2 separate regions of the Mus musculus genome follow, and region 2 is linked to region 1. The links are chromatin contacts, called in public Hi-C maps. All regions are on one chromosome and are shown on one strand. Each heading gives the region's core, a stretch centred on a gene start, on an enhancer-like site or on the middle of the called end of the contact. The rest is flanking DNA. Distances are from core to core; before and after follow the strand shown. Region 1 overlaps Msi2 (musashi RNA-binding protein 2). Region 2 overlaps Msi2 (musashi RNA-binding protein 2).

The links. A called contact is a pair of places that touch in the nucleus more often than the background predicts.
Region 2: a Hi-C map of olfactory sensory neurons shows a contact between it and region 1, with 1.6 times the contacts expected there. The contact joins two enhancer-like sites. A contact is called at or near these places in 11 of 484 Hi-C or Micro-C datasets (8-cell embryo, the HL-1 cell line, Sertoli cells and 8 more) and 3 of 115 datasets of contacts at active chromatin or transcription factors (T-cell acute lymphoblastic leukemia, astrocytes and double positive thymocytes).

What each region holds. Positions count from the first base shown.
Region 1 is chr11:88,430,533-88,433,463 of GRCm38.p6, reverse strand. The region is part of intron 7 of Msi2 (musashi RNA-binding protein 2); the gene reads left to right. It also overlaps the pseudogene Gm11510. Among named protein-coding and RNA genes, the nearest start is that of Mir378b, 79 kb to the right of the region's middle. Within about 2 kb of position 1,368, at least 10 of the 459 cell types and tissues checked have an H3K27ac peak or open chromatin away from gene starts, as enhancers often do. A contact at or near this core is called in olfactory sensory neurons, where this site is marked.
Region 2 is chr11:88,488,754-88,491,684 of GRCm38.p6, reverse strand. The region is part of intron 6 of Msi2 (musashi RNA-binding protein 2); the gene reads left to right. Among named protein-coding and RNA genes, the nearest start is that of 0610039H22Rik, 130 kb to the left of the region's middle. Within about 2 kb of position 1,539, at least 15 of the 459 cell types and tissues checked have an H3K27ac peak or open chromatin away from gene starts, as enhancers often do. A contact at or near this core is called in olfactory sensory neurons, where this site is marked.

The DNA of each region.
Region 1 (2,931 bases), core at 119-2,618:
GGTCTCTGAAACCAAAAAGAGCACACGGCTCTTCTTAAAATTGGAGGCGTTTCAGCCGGGCATGGTGGCGCACGCCTTTAATCCCAGCACTCGGGAGGCAGAGGCAGGCAGATTTCTGAGTTCAAGGCCAGCCTGGTCTACAAAGTGAGCTCCAGGACAGCCAGGGCTATACAGAGAAACCCTGTCTCGAAAAAAACAAACAAACAAACAAACAAACAAAAATTGGAGGCGTTTATGCCCGAGATGAAACTGAGTACTACTTGGGCAAGAGATGTGCTTAAGTGTATAGAAAGCAAAAAAAACAAAAAACAATACAGTGGCTCCTGCAGGCAAACCAAACAAAACCAGAGCGATCTGGGGAAAAATACCTCGGGCCCACGGAAGCAGTGGTACAGTTGGCACCAAATTCCGAAGCAACCTTCCTGCAGAGGCCATTGGACACAGAATCCTTGTGATGCTGTACCCATCCCAGATTTAAACTAATGGAGAGTAAATAAATAAAAGTAGATTTGTGCTCTTGTTAAAAAAAAAAGAAAAGAAAAAAGACAGAAAATGAAAGAGAGAACACGTACCTAAGAGTCAGAGTGTGCCGGGCAGGGGTGGCAGACGCCTTTAATCCCAGCTTTTGGGAGGCAGAGGCAGGCGGATTTCTGAATTCGAGGCCAGCCTGGTCTACAGAGTGAGTTCCAGGACAGCCAGGGCTACACAGAGAAACCCTGTCTAGAAAAAAAAAAAAAAAAGAAAAGAAAGAAAGAAAAAAATAGTCAGAGTGTAAGCCCAGAAGGAGAGTTGGATTTTTCTTGTGAAAGAGTTAAAGCCTAAACTGCTCAGAATCACATCTGGACATAGGGTGAGCAGCCTTCGGCCCTCCTTCACCATCAGTGAGTCTGCATCCTTAGCACCAGCCTCATCTTGGTCCTGTGGGGCTTCTGTCCCCTGCAGGTGCCTGGATCCTCCAGGGCCTCTTGGTGGTTTCTTTTCTACCTTCAAAAAAAAAAAAAAAAAAAAAAAAAAACAGCCAAGTGTTGGGCAAAGTGAAGCCCTGGCTTTCCTTGTAGCATCTCTGCTCCCCTGTCCAGAAATCCCATTATCTGGGAGACTAATTGCACAACTCCAGTCTGTCTGCCACTGAACTGTGGGCTGCTGTTCTTACAGCCCCACTTGGGGTCCCCACATCCATCGTCGGGGTGGGGGTGTAGAGATGAATATCTATATATTAAAGCTTTGCAAATCTATAAATCTGAGTTGATTCGCTGCTGGTGACAGCCCTGAGTTCTTTCTCACCACGTTTGACATGACCTAATGGGTTTACAGTTGTTTGAGTGCTTCTCTGAAGCAAACGAAAGCGCTTAGTTAGGGGACGCGTGAAATGGCATTGTTTGTTCAGGGCACCTCCGCAAAGCCGGAGGATCATTGATGCGTTATCCTCTCCTCGCTCCCATCACTCCCAGCGCCAGGATGCCACCGAGGGAGCCTCTGAATTGGATGTGGCAGCCTGGCCTTTCTGTGGGAGAGCTGCCGAAAGGCCAGGATTGGGTGCCATCCTCAACTGTGTTCATTTTACCAGAAAGCTCGGGGCTGATTGGAGAACAGAAGGGATGCCCAGGGGAGGTGAGAGAGAGGGCCTCACCAAGGTAGAGGAGTAACGAAGATTTGCTTGTAGCAAGACAAGAGTCAAAACAAGATAGACCCCTAATGAGAGCTTTGGGCATATCGTGCTGTGAGTTTTCAGGGGCCAGCAGCGTGGGCTGCTGTGTTTAGTTGGCACCAGACCAAGTCCTCTTTTTAATATCAAGTTTCATAAGCATGGAACAATAACAACTCATTAGAAACCCTCTGGGAATGGTGGGTGGGTATGGCTGCCTCTTTCCCTTCCCTCCCTTTTCTCTCTCCCCCTCCTCCCATAAGCCCGCCTCTTCAGCTCAGGTATATCATCATTCCCTTTGTAAGTAGAGAATGGCAGGGGAGGGGCCGGTGTCTGGGAACCGCGCATGTTGTTAATCTGTTATTAGGCATAAGTCTTACCACCAGGCTGGGTACTCAGATGCCTCATTGTGTGCTCGGGATGGAATTATGCATCATGAATAAAAACTGCTGTCAACATGCATTGGTTTGAAAACATTAGACCATATGGTATGTGATTATCTGTATTGTCAAGTGCAATAAAGTGAATTTGGATATAATAAAGAATGTAATATTTTAGAAATTTGGTAATAAACTAAGGGAAGGATGACAGCTGAGGTTCCTTAAGGCCCCAGACACAAATAAATTGAAGTTACTGGCCTCTAAGGCCAGGCAGGCCGAATGGCCACACCGTGGCTTAGCTGCATGCTGTGATTTTTCAAGTCAGGGAAAGCTCTGTTGTCCCCTGACTGACAGCTCTCAGGACTGTGGAACCGACCGATTCCTGTGGAAGATGGGAGGTGGTGGTGGCTCCTGGTAGAAGGTCAGGCCTTGCTGTCACACCTGGCCCTTAGGTATACCCTGCAGCCTGCTGGTGGCGTTGGCAGCTTCTCCCTACTAGTCAAGGGCAGTGCCATGCCAGCCATCAAGACATCCTGAGACCCATCTCCCCCTCTCTAATCTTCTCAGTTTGGTTGGAGAGGAAGGTGTCTCAATCTTGAGAACTATAAGTCACTCCCTGGGGAAGGTAGCCATTTTCTGGAACTCTTCTCCCACTGGGCCAAATGATGAAATAATTTCTTTAAGGCAGCGAGTGTGTCAGGGCAACAGATCTCCAGCGAGGGATGAAAGGGGCAGGGGCAGCGGAGGAAGAGGGCTGGGAACTGAGTCAAGCCCGAGTGTGCCAGCACATGTAACCCTTCTGTAACTGTACGGGCGCTCAGAGGAACCTTCCACCTGTGGACAAGAAAACAGAGGTTGCTGGTCTGTGAGTCTGAGATCTTTAACGCTCCTATAGCAGCTTCTCCC
Region 2 (2,931 bases), core at 290-2,789, 58 kb before region 1:
GCCTCCACTATGACTAGTATTAATAATAATCTTCCATGCAAGTTCAATTTATTTGGTAGACAAGATACCATTTTATATATATATATATATATATATATGTGTGTGTGTGTGTGTATATGTATCAAAGTGCCCTGGAGTGCCCTCCACTCATTTCCTCACAACCCTGTCTCAAGAAAACAGAAAAATAAAAAGGGGAAAGAAAAGAAAAAGTGGTTATCTGCTTATTCTAATGGCCATCATCATCATCATACTCAGAACTGTCCCACTGAGTCCACCAGAAACCACCTGGTTTCTTAATAGACACCAAGCTCACCCCTAATGCAGATCTGAGCTATGCTCCATTGCATTAATTTTGTCATTCTGTTATAGAAATAGAACCATCCAACCTTGGATATTTTTTTTCTCATCAGCATAGTTTTCTCCAAGGGAATCCATGAAAGCTAGGGCGTTTGGTGGCTCATGTGTTTCTTTTTATATGGAGGAGCATTCCACTGTAGAATGTGCCACCAGTGTCACCCACCTTGCCCCACCCCCACTCCCTCAGAGCTTCTGAAACACAGTGTATTTACATCACAGTGTATTTACTTAGAGAATAGTTCACAAAGCCAGGTGAGCTTGCATAGTTAAATGCCACTCATCCATACTGACTTCTCTAGATTGGACTGTGGTGGTAATCAATACAAAATCTCTTAGTCCACGACACATCTCTAACCCTAAAAGATAGTTGTGAACGTCCGTGGGTGCTGGTACTAGAATGCGTAATTTTAGTAATAGGCCCCTGGCCAAATGCTTTTTTGGATGCTACGTCAATAATGTCTACTTCTCGATGCAGAGGAGAAGAGGAACAATGATCATTGTTCTCTTTTGTCCTGCAGAGCCTTCCCCCAAAAATGCACAGGTCGGGGTGGTGGAGAAAGATTTGAACTCCAGACCTATAAGGCCATGTTAGGTTCCTGTCACTATTAGCCACAAAATCACTGAGCACTGGTTTGTTCCTCTGGAAAGTGAGGAGTGACCTGGAGTCCTCTCTTCTTGTTCCTGTCTGCCTTAGAGAAGTTGTGACCTTCTCTGAACAGGAAGTCACTTTACCAAGTGATTGGACCCTTAGTTAGTCTTAGCTACGTTTGAACTTTGTTCTCAGCAACATTGTGGTAGCCATTATTTGAAGATGTTTGGGGAATTTTAAAGTGATGATGTAGAATGTCTTTAAAGATAGACATTCAGCACTGCCTTCATTTTGCTTATTTTAGACAAGGGGACAGCATTAGAACTGAGTAAACCATGGGATTGTTGACCCGGGACTCCGAGGTGACTTTGGGGCTAGATGCCAGGGTGATTGGCTGTTAGGTAGCCCAAGGGACAGGAAGCTAGAGCCAAGTTCCATTAAGACCCATAGAGGATTTGGGGATGAGCAGTCGCTCAGGTACCTGGAGCCACACAGTTCACAGAATTCTGCCTCCTGCCAAAAACTGGGCTGCAGCGCAGAGGAAGTTTCTATTTTGGGCATTTAAGTGCTTCTACTGCTGAGGTCAGACCTAGCAGCTCATCCCGGGAGGAGGGGAGAAGTGCTCTGACTCTTGAGAGCAGGGAAGGATGCAGATGTTCCTAGGAGAGAGGATGATCACACTGGAGTGGAGTCCAACCCCTGGGTCACCTCTGTGACCCCTAAGACTATATAAAGTGATGAAGGTTCCTCCCATCTCTCAGGTATACACTCCTCCCAAGATCTAGCTGAATTTATCAGAATAGCAAGCTGGTAGAGTGTCAGGAGGCCCTCTTAGAGCCTCTGGCAATATTCTCCTTTGCTCCCTGTAATCAAGGCAAGTGCATGGCTGTTAAATTCTAATGCGGGAGCCTGCCTTCCATCCAGCCCACAGAAAGGAAGGCACTGAGAGATCCCGAGATCTCAGAGTCATCCTGGCCCCTAGTTCCTTCCATTTATGCTCCTCAGCTAACTTCGTATTGGGCAGACAGAGGAACCTCAATAAACACTGGTTTAGTGACGAATTTGGCCACCTTGGCTAAGCTGTCATCTCCCTGTTTCCTCATCTGCCTCTTCCTGTCCTGTGCAGACTAGTGGGAGGCTTCCGCGCATAGAAGTCCCTTTCCGATGCAGACAGGCCCTGGTCCCACCATCGAGCCGTGTAGCTTTCCTCCCTGTTCTGCAGGCAGAAAGAAGTGGCACATGGCCCGAGGGATTGGCACTGCAGATTGGAACCTGGACTTCTCCAGCCTGAGAAACGCCGCTCCTCCCCCCTTTTCCCTTCCCCAAGTGGATAGCTGCAGCCACGCTTGTCACCGGCTGAGATTGCATTGGCCACAGGAGATGTGGATGAGTTTTCCATTTGGTCCTGATGTTTATTTCATGCCCATCAATATCAGCCTGTATTAGGACAGATGAGGTTCTTATTTACAGGCTGTGCATTTTCACACTTGGTAATTATAAACCCTTCCCCTGTTCGGTCAGAGTCGTGCAGATCCATTTTGGCAATTAGCAGTTTAGTATTTGTTTAATGGGAATGCAAGAGTCTGTTACGGCACATCAACGCTCCCCTAATGACGGCCTCTCTCCTCTGGAGCTGGCAGGTTTGGGCCTTTTTCACGGTAGGTGAGGCCTGATAGGGAGAGGTTAGAGACAGAGAGGAAGGAACATTGAGTAGCCTGCCTGCCACTCCCCTCCTCCAGAGCCCACTTGCATGCATGCATGCATGCATGCATGCTCACATGTACACACACACACACACACACACACACACACACACACACACACACACACACTCAGCAACCAGCCCTAAAAGTGGGTACTGGATTACCAGAGCACAACAGCCGCCACTCGAAGGAACGTCACACGAGAGGCCGTTAGGCCAGATGCCATTTCCATGTGACAGCTGTCAGCCTGCTGGATCCAACTGCTTCGCCTCCGACAGCTCA